Linked DNA regions of Mus musculus: all the other regions are linked to region 1. Evidence: chromatin contacts called from public promoter capture Hi-C data. All regions are on one chromosome and are shown on one strand. The core of a region is the stretch at or near the end of the contact, and the rest is flanking DNA. Distances in the headings are between cores, read along the strand shown. Region 1 holds the start of Rab28 (RAB28, member RAS oncogene family). Region 2 holds the start of Tapt1 (transmembrane anterior posterior transformation 1). Region 3 holds the start of Bst1 (bone marrow stromal cell antigen 1).

What was found. Promoter capture Hi-C pulls out the DNA fragments that hold promoters and counts their contacts.
Region 2: a promoter capture Hi-C map of pre-B cells shows a contact between it and region 1, with 3 times the contacts expected there. The contact joins the promoter of Tapt1 here to the promoter of Rab28 in region 1. A contact is called at or near these places in 4 of 39 promoter capture datasets (the C10 cell line, liver, neutrophils and 1 more), 2 of 484 Hi-C or Micro-C datasets (CD4 T cells and muscle stem cells), 1 of 115 datasets of contacts at active chromatin or transcription factors (regulatory T cell precursor) and 1 of 9 other capture datasets (adipose tissue).
Region 3: a contact with region 1 is called in a promoter capture Hi-C map of pre-B cells. The contact joins the promoter of Bst1 here to the promoter of Rab28 in region 1. A contact is called at or near these places in 3 of 39 promoter capture datasets (hippocampal neurons, liver and pre-B cells) and 1 of 115 datasets of contacts at active chromatin or transcription factors (large pre-B cells).

What each region holds. Positions count from the first base shown.
Region 1 is chr5:41,706,695-41,709,944 of GRCm38.p6, reverse strand. It overlaps Rab28 (RAB28, member RAS oncogene family), which reads left to right and starts at 1,766. Exons shown (of 7, transcript NM_027295.3): 1 at 1,766-2,040. The coding sequence starts at 1,966.
Region 2 is chr5:44,224,837-44,228,086 of GRCm38.p6, reverse strand. It overlaps Tapt1 (transmembrane anterior posterior transformation 1), which reads left to right and starts at 1,481. Exons shown (of 14, transcript NM_173764.3): 1 at 1,481-1,673. The coding sequence starts at 1,484.
Region 3 is chr5:43,817,422-43,820,671 of GRCm38.p6, reverse strand. Bst1 (bone marrow stromal cell antigen 1) reads right to left here and starts at 1,779. Exons shown (of 9, transcript NM_009763.3): 1 at 1,579-1,779; 2 at 68-194. The coding sequence starts at 1,745.

The DNA of each region.
Region 1 (3,250 bases), core at 517-3,016:
GGAATATGTTCCCTCTGAAAGATCCAGAAGGGAATTTGTTCTCTCTCCTTGCCAGTTTCTTCTGGCCACCGGCATTCCTTGGTTTGTGGCTCCATCACTGCCATCTCTGTTTTCATGGTTATATTGCTCTCTCTCTCTGTCTCTCTCTGTCTCTCTGTCTGAGCCAACTCAGATTCCATTTCTTCCTTATAAGGATATATGTGAATGAATTGAAGTCTTACTAGATAGTCTTCTTGTTACTAGATCTGTAATCACATCTGGAAATTACATCTTTTACACAGGCTACTATTCGCTAAGGAGACCTTGATATCTTTACGTGATGTAGTCTACTACTACACCCTTCAGACTAAGTCCCATAGGTTTGTTCTCTTCTATGTCCTCAATGCTCAGAAGTGTTGTGAAGAAAGCAACGATCACTGATACTTGAAAGATTAAGCATTGTTGAGTCACCTTAAACATCTTTAGTGTGGGGAGATTTGGTTTGATCTGAGAAGTCATACATGGTAGAGCAATGGTATTAGGATGTAGTTAGTTGGAATTTGCAGTGAGAAACTATGAGAGATTATTCTAAGGACTAGATGTTACCCATCTATAGTTTAGGTGTTTCATGAATGAACACACTCCTTGAATGTGCAGGTATTAAAATAGTTTGTAATAATCCCGAAAAGCTATGTTAAAACCAGTGTTGTATTTGCAAAGATCCCTGATTTCATAAAATGCCTGGGATTCTTCTCACAACTTTTTGTTTACTCTTTGCAGGGGTCTACTACCTGGTCCTGTTATGAATGCTGTACCTGAGAATCCAATGACATTTTTGTATTTTGTGTTTTACTTCTATTTTCCTTTAGATTGTTTCTTGGAAATGTTCAAGTCTTATACACAAGATCTTTCCCCTTTTTACTTTACAAACAATGGCTTTAAATATTTAAACTCTCATTTAAATGCTCTTAGCTTGTCACAGATATTTAAAATACTGTTGTTACACACAACTGGTTTCATTTTATATAGCAGCATCATTCTCTGGAACTTCATACACAACAATTTTCCTCCAGCAAACTACACTTGTGAGATCCTGAAGGTAACACAGGCAAAGGAGGCCCTGATCCTACTATGGAAGGTTGTTTTAACGACACGGGAACCCCAGGGCTCCAGGGCCACTCTGAGGCTTGCAGAGGTAAAGACTATGATGGTTCACTCAGTTCTGTCTTACTAATGAAATTAGAGTCTGGGTCTTTAGAACGCGAAGAGTTAAAGAGGGTAAAAGGAGCCAGCACTAGAGCCCCAGGTCACTCTAAATGTCTCCCCCTCAGCTGTGGCCTTAGCAGTTTCCAGCAGCTCCACTAGCATACCAACCTCCTGGTGGGTGCTCACCTTCACCGACAGGAAGGATCCTGTGCACGCGCAGCCCGAAGCGTCCCCGGCTGCCCAGAAACAGACCCCGCCCCCGCGCCTCTTTCAGGCTCCAGGCTTCCATGGCAACAAAACCTCACCATGTCCCCGCCCCCTTGGACTAAATCAATCATGTGAGTTATGTTCTCAGACCTCATGAAAACAAGAAAGAAGGACAGGGCACCCGAGAGCTACTCTTCTCTAATGTGGTTTCACTTCACTGTAAAAAAAAAAAAACTTGCTTTTGTCTCCTAGCCAATGTTCCCCACGAGCAAACCGGGACGCCCGGTCTGCGTCTACGTACTCCCCCATTGCAGTGTGATGGTTGGAGCGGGGACGGGACGTCTTTTGAGTGACGCTAGGGGCGGGGCTTTCCGGGGGGCGGAGCCCTGCTGGGGGAGGGGAGGAGGGCAAGATGGCGGCCGGTGAGTGATTCTCCCTGGCTTCCTTCAGGGCGGAGGAGACGCCGGGGCGGGGGACCCGCTCGTGCAGCCCGCCGGCCTCCTCACCCCCGCCCCCGGAGGCCTCCTCTTTCCCGTCCTCCACCTCGGGGGCAGGCCAGCATCCTCGGACACCATGTCAGACTCTGAGGAGGAGAGCCAGGACCGGCAACTGAAAATCGTCGTGCTGGGGGACGGCACCTCGGGGAAGGTCAGTCCTCCAGCGGACCCGGCTCCCTGGGTTGCAGAAAGCGTGGTCCGGGTCGGGCGTGTCGGGCCCTCGGGGAGCGGAGCGCTGTCCAGCACTGCGTCCTCCCCAGCCTTGGCCTGGCTCGCCTCAGGCCGCGGCCTTGCTCGCGCCTGCGCCCTGTGCGCGTGCCCGCCGCCCGCCCGCCAGCCGGCCCGCGGGACCAGGCCAGCTCCTGGGGTGGGGGCCACCACCCGGACCCACACGAATGGCGACGATGCACTCTGGCCGAGGGCCCTCCCCACACGCTAGCTGCCTCTTGAGTGTCCTCTCTCACTTTAGTTCCATTCTTAGCACCCGTCCGTGCAAGGGTTCATTCAATAGGTATTTCTTGAGCTCCCGTGCTGGGCAGGAGGATGTCGGGGGACACAGGGACTTTAAAGCCTAGCCTTCTGCGACCGTTGGTTGCTGGGATGAATGGGCGCGTGCAGGAGAGGACCCGCAGGCAGTTAGTCCCCTGCCTCCTAGGTCCAAGTTCTCGACCCGAAGTTGTGAACTGACATGGGATAAACATTGCCTCGGTGCCTGGTACTTGCTCTAGGGAGAGGGTCCCTAGCGTCTCCGAGCGACTGCGGGTTAACCTTCCCACTAAAGCCATGCCGGCTTCTCCGGGCGCCCTCACACCTGTCGCAGCACTCCTGGGGAAGGTAGCTTAAGTTCCTCTTCCTCTGCCCCTGCCAGCGTCCCGTCTTCTCCCGCCTCTGGGACTGCGCTGGAGTTGGACCTGGTTTCTGTGGTGACAGCTTTTGCATCATTCCCGGAAGGAAGCTTTGCACACGCTTTCGTGCTTTGGTTCTGAAATTTGGGCTCCAAGGGCCGCTACACACGGTTTCATTCTAATTGCAAAAATTGGAGTCTTCTGTTATTCCATTCCTTGGGTTCCCAGGATACTTGCCCGTAGAGCACTGTCCCGAAGAAAACAGTCTAATGTGATGCTATTTTTTTTTTTTTTTGAGCAAAGAACAGAGCTTGGCTGCTTCTGTTTAGGAAGTGCACTTAAACGTTTCGAAGAAGCAAATTGTTGTACATCAGCATTATTTCTAAACTTTAATTCAACAAAAGCTAGAATATTTTTATAGGTTTCATTACTTAGATTTTCTTTTTAGCCACACATTGTGTTTTTGTTTCATATATTCATTTGCATTCAGTGAACAACTGAACTTGCTTTCCATTT
Region 2 (3,250 bases), core at 232-2,731, 2.5 Mb before region 1:
ACATATAAATAGCAACCAAATATAATCTTTATAAAGGAAAGACATAGTCTTAGGTTTCTAGCAATATCATTTTAAAACAGGAGTTTTTAAATAGCAACCCTGACAGGGCCCCTCTCCCTTCTTTGACTATTTAAGATTTGGAACACAGATAATAAACTTAGGTTGGAGGAAACCTTACAGTATATAAAACTCTGTGTCTTTTGATTTTCATGATGCTGGAGCTTTGTCAAGGGCACTGTTTTTAAGATCCAGTTTTACCAAATAAAACCAAACTGACTTTAAATAATATTCTCTGCAGTGTTTGGTTTTCCACAATGTAAAGTTTACATTGAATTGGGATTGGGATTTCTTGGACTTTGCAAGTTCCTCTTTAACCCTCCTATCCCTTCATCCCGCCCTACTGTCAAATGGCCTTGCTGCAGTACAGTACAGAAAAGTTGCGGAGTTTGCAATCGGGTATCTAGCTTTCCATCTCTAAGGCTCTCCTGGATGTTCTAGGCCTGCTCCATCGCTTCTCGGCTTAAGTGTAGGGCAGTTTAGAGAGTGAAGAGGTATTTGCTATGCTTCTACTCATTTAAAAAGTTGCCACAATGCAGGTTAATTCCGAAGTGGGCATGAAGGCAATCCAGGGGCCACCGCGTGCGTTACAGGAGCGCACAGCAAGAATGTAGGAATCCCAGGTGAAGGTCTTCCAAGGCTGAGGCGGATTCATTTGCACCCAGCGAGCATCCGTTGGTCTCAGCGCGGCTATCCGTGACTACCAGTGAGGGGGTAAGGGTCACAAGTCTCACGGCAAGCGGTGACAATCTGACAGAACCAGGCCGCCTTGGCTGCCACCCGCAGTCACATAACCCTATTCCCGAAAGGCAACCCAGAATGTCCCCGGCGCTTTAGGCGCATCGAGCACTTTGCCCGTCGGGCCGAGTCCCCCACCTGTTGGCACGCTCCCCCGAGCTAGGCTTTGGACACTGTCCACGGACAGGGAATGTGACAGACGATCATAAATATGCAGGAGAGATGCAGCCAAGACAGCAGAGCCACCGGGTCGGCGCCGGCGGGAGCCACAGAGCTGGAGCCCGGCCCCAGTCGCCGTGCAGCCAAGGCCAGGCGGGTCGCGCCGGCGCACTCCGGCCACCGCACGGGCACAAGGGGCTCCGGCCGCGCGGACAACCACGCCGAGCCCCGCTGCCGCCCACCGTCCCCCACCGCGCGACCCGGCGGCATGGAGCCCGGCGCGGCGCCCCGGTCCGCAGAGCCCGCCGCGCGCCACGGCGACGGCAGGAAGAAGATGGCGGCGGCCGTGGCGGCGGCCACCGCGGCCTCCCACGCGCCGCTGACGCCAATGGCGCGCGCCGGCCGGCGGGCTACGGATGGCGGCTGCCCGGGCGAGGGGCGGGGCGAGGCGGCGAGGGGGCCGGCGGGAGGCGGAGGCCGGGCGGGCGGCTGGAGGGAGGTGGCGGGGACAGTGTGTGGCTCTCGGAACATGGCGGGCGTCTGCGACGCGGCCGCCCCGGGAGAAGGCGGCGGTGGCGGCGCGGACGGCCCCGAGCGGACCGGCCGCGGCGAGGCGGAGCAGCCGGGTGGTGGCGGCCATGGGCCCGCGCCCCAACACACCGAGACGCTGGGCTTCTACGAGAGCGACCGGCGGCGGGAGAAGCGCCGCGGCCGCGCAGGTGAGGCGAGCGAGCGAGCGGGCGGGCGGGCGGCACTAGGCCGCGGCGGGCTACCGAGGGGCCGACCGGGCTGTGGTGGCGGGGACGCCAGCGCCTTCCCTCTGCGCGCGGAGCGGCCGCGGCTCCGGTGGCTCCCATGTCCCCACGGCCGGTGACAGCTACCCCGGCGGCTAGTGCGCGCGGCCCGACGTTCCCGCAGCCATCCCCGAGCCAGGTGCGCCCGGGAGATCGTCGGTCCCCGGTCCCCGAGAGTTCGCGACCGGCCTCAACAGTGACAGGCATCTCCCACATCCGAAGGAGGTCAAAAATGGGAAACGCAGGGCTTTCTAGGCGATGTCAATGCCGAGGTGACTCTTCCCCCTATGGTTTTATGCGAAGTTGAGTCTCGGAAACCTGTTAACTTGCCCGCCGAATCCATTTTTCGTAGACTCAGCTGACAGTGTGGTCGTGACCGTGAAGTTCAGCAGTTTTCTCTCAAACAGAAATGTGCGGCACCCCTTAAAATGTTACATGTGGAGTTTTCCTAAACTAAAACTTAAGCCAGAAGAAACAGTTTGTCACACAAGAAAATACGTACCACTTTTAAGCCCTACTGTCCATAAGCTCTGAAGCATACTGTTAAAATATTACAATCCCCTGTGTTCAAGGATCTTATTAAGAACTTTTAACAGCTTTGGTATTTACACTGAAGCGTTCTATTAAGCCCGGAAGCAAAAGGGAAAGTTTTGGCTTGGCCGTTTCATTGGGTATAATAGTGATTGCATTTTAATTCTTGCATCGTAGATCCAAGATCTTGGACAGCAACTTGATGACATTTCTTCCAACTTATTCTGAGCTAATGCAGTGGAATAAGGTCCTGCAGCTTATATAAATACTCGTTCAAGTTATAAGGTTGACTCCATTCACTATGGGTATTGAAATTATAGGAGTCCTAAAAGTCTGTAAGACTGGTGGATAGATCCTGATAGACTTGCTAATTCTCAGAATTGGACATAGAGTTTTGCATCAGTCTCCATATCTTTGAAAACTCAGGCACCAGCTGTGTGCCTTGTTTGTTTGGTTTTTTTTTTCCCCCTTTATTTTCTATTTGGTTTAGTTGTCAGTTAAACACTTGCTTGCAGGAATGTTTGCTTTCTAAATTGGCAATACCTAAGTAAACCAAAGTCTTCAATCTCTCAGCCGCTTGTTCACTTAGACTTGACTAGGGCAAGCAAATAGATGCGACCAGGTTTCACTACGGTTTCTTTGAAATCTTTTCAAGCTTCAGGAAAGCCTTTATGTTGTTTGCATGAAGAAAGACAATGAAGCTGTGCAGAGCCTTTGGTGAACACAGACCTTGAACTTCTGAAGTGAAGTGCATTTATTCTTCCCTGGTACTAACACAGACCTTGAACTTTTGAAGTAGTGAGCACCCCTGGGCTGAGCTGGATACTTGGACTTGTATAAATTTAACATCATAGCACACACTCATTCATCACAGAGGCAGTGCACTGAGCATCATATACTTAACAGGTTTAAACCTGGATTTTCAACCTGCAGTGGCAGAAAGTCCTTACTAGGGAGCCGGCATGAAGCCG
Region 3 (3,250 bases), core at 530-3,029, 2.1 Mb before region 1:
AAGAAACAAAAGGCAGCATAGATGTAAAAATGACACTTTGGTCCATAGCTGAAGGATCTGTCCTTACCTTGTCCCTAGGAATGGGGTGCCTGGAGAGGTTAATGAAGAGATCATAGTCTGAGGGGAGCACAGAGCAGGGGTCCTTGTCCAGCACCCCCTTGAAGGCCTCCCAGATGGCTGTGCAGTTTTTGTTCCTGTACAAAAAAGTGCCGGTCAGAACTGGAGACGCAGTTCGGAGGGTAAGGCCGCTTGTGCCATAGGCAAGAGGACCTGAGTTCATCACCCACCAACCCTGCCCATATGGCTGCCGGTGCCTCTAACCCCAGCATTGTATTAGGTGGAAACAGGAAGATGACTGGGACTTGCTGGCCACTAGCCTAACTCTAGCTTCCAGACTAAGACAGAAAATGATAGAGTAGGCTGTCTTCCTCTCTGTGGGCACAGGCACAACACACACACATACACACACACACACACACACACACACACACACACACACACACATTCTGTGCACACAACAAAACAGAGTTCTCCAGTTTAAGGAAAGCAGTCCCCTACCCCATCCCCACCTCCAGACTTATGACAGAAGCAGACAAGGCCACAGATAAAAGTGATGCTAGAAAGTGACAATTTCAATGTCAATAAACCAGGAAACTTCTGGTTTTCAGAACTCTCCTTCTCCCTCTCCCTCCCCCCTCCCTCTCCGTCCCCCTCTCCCTCCCCCTCCCCCTTCCCCTCCCCTCCCCCTTCCCCCCCCTCTGTCTGTGGTGGAGGTACTGCACATGTATCATGTAGTCAACTGTTCTAGCACTGAACCACACCTCTGGCTTTCGCCTATTCATTAAGACACAAGAGTGGAGCTCCTTGTTCAGGTTCATTAGAGGGCGAGTCTCTGGGCCCACTGAGGTCAAGTCAGGAGGCAAGACTTGGGAAGATAGGAGTGGATGCCAAGTGTTGGGAGCAGTTTCCTCTACTGAGTCAGAGTGGCTTCTGGGGCCAGTTTTCACTCCTGAGGTCCAGGACGCCTTTCAAAATCACGTTCTATAGCAATGGTCATGTTGTCCTACCTTTGGTGACAATGACCAACCTGACTTCTTATGTTATTCTCTCATTTTATTTTATTGAGCTGCATCCCAATTAAAAACAACTGGCATGAGAAAGAGTGGTGTAACAACACAAAAAAGCAGATCCAGAGAAGGAAATTATTTCAATAGGAAACACAGTGTGCACAAGGTAGGGGGAACCAGAATCCTCTAGATGGGACAAGGGGAGCTAATTCCCAAGTGGTGCTCAAAATACCCAAACTGGCAGTTGTTGATAGTAGGCAAGGCTCTTTCACTCAAATTCACCTCTAGACTGGTGTCGCATTACAGCTTTCTCCTCACCTCTACACCCACAGGGGCAGCCTTAGCAGTTTCCTCCCGGGTCTGGAAATCCCCTGCACAGGGGATCTTGTCCCTAAGAATCACCTACATACACATCACCTGCATGGAGTCCCGCTAGTCCCTCCACCTGACTTTCCAAAGCCCTCACCTCACCCCACCCTTCTGCCTTTTCACTGTCTGGCTTAGCACTTACCCCAGGCTCAGCAGCGTGGTGTACTCTGCGCAGCGGCCCAGGAAGATGCTCTGGAGGTGAGGAGTGGTACCCTCCCCTGTCCACCGCGCTCTTGCCCCCAGAAGCACTGTCAGCAAGGACAGCCATAGCCACAGCCACAGAGACAACAGGCCTCCCTGGACAGCCATCAAGAAGACTTTGATTCCTCTAGCCCGTGGCCTCTTGGACTCCTCCCAGTTCCTCTTCCACTGAGGAGGCGGTTCCCCTTAGCTGAGCTTTGGCAGGACTCATCCAGATGCCAAGCCAGCCCACCTCCCATCCTCTTTCCTCTTCCATTACGACAGAAATTAAACTTAGGGCATTGCCTGGCAAAAGACGCCTCGTGGAGGGACCCCAAAGGGAATGGGAATTTGAAGCGCGCGCGCGCACACACACACACACACACACACACACACCTCTATAGAAATCTGTTACCATGTGAGCCCTAAGCAAACTTAAATTCTGTCCTGGTTCACACAGTCTTTCCAGGAGAGACATGTGCTACCCTTAGTGAAAATTGATGGCTTTGAGAAAAGCCGAAGGCACAAGGGCACAGACAAGAATCACATGCCATTCCTAAGTTGACTCTTAGGGAGTTTGTCTGGGTGGACTCTGGATGTGACTGACTGGTGCCTGTTTTGTCTTTCCTTTTCTTCCTTTGTGAGGGACATCGTCCACAGGCATCACTTACACCTGCCCCATGGATTCTGGAGCACAGGGCTTGTTTTCTAGTTTTCCAAGTGCTCACAGATAACTTTGTCTGAGAATACAGTACGGTCAGAGCTACACTCCTTTGTAATTTAGGCAGTTTAGATGTGAGATTTGGGGACTTGAATTGATACTAAAATAAGTTCATAATTGTAGGGGACGGTAGGTTAGGTAAAGGAATTTATCATGTAGGATGGATGTGAATTTTTGAAGACCAAAGGATAACTCCAATGAAGCCAAAATACCCATTAGAGATGTTTACACTCATATTCTGGAGTTCTGTGATGATTGCCTTGCATGGTAGTGAAGGCTCTATGCCCCAGTATAAGGGAATATCAGGACCAGGAATGGGAGTGAGAGGGTTAGGGAGCAGGGGGAGGGGAGAGGGGAGAGGGAATTTTCAGAGGGGAAACCAGGAAAGGGGATAATATTTGAAATGTAAATAAAAAAATCTTTCTTTAAAAAAGAAATTGCCAAAAAAAGTAAATAAACAGCAACCCCAAAAGTCCCCAAAACCCCCAAAAAACCAATCACTATAATATGCCAAGATTGTTACACAAAGATCATTTTCAAAAACAATTTCCTAAGTGAGATTTTTTTTTCCTGTGAGGAAAATGTGAATTTCTTTCCTGAATTCCTAAGCCCCGCCAACTACTTTCTTTTGGGAAAACCCAACATACTGTGTTGTGCTAGAGCAGGTCAGTATGAGTAATTCCAATATCTGAATCAAATGTTTCAAGAGATCAGCTACTCAGTGGGCTTCCTTGTCAAAGGGAAACTTTTCACTGCGCTTTCTATACTTCTGTGACAACCTGTGGAATTTCTCTGGACGGGAAAGCAACTCAGCAGATGACACAGAAACTGCAAGTGTGTTGCTAGCCATTTCTAGCGTAGTGTTAGCTCACCTCTGTGTTCTCAGTGGAACTTGCTGCTCCATCTCTTGTGA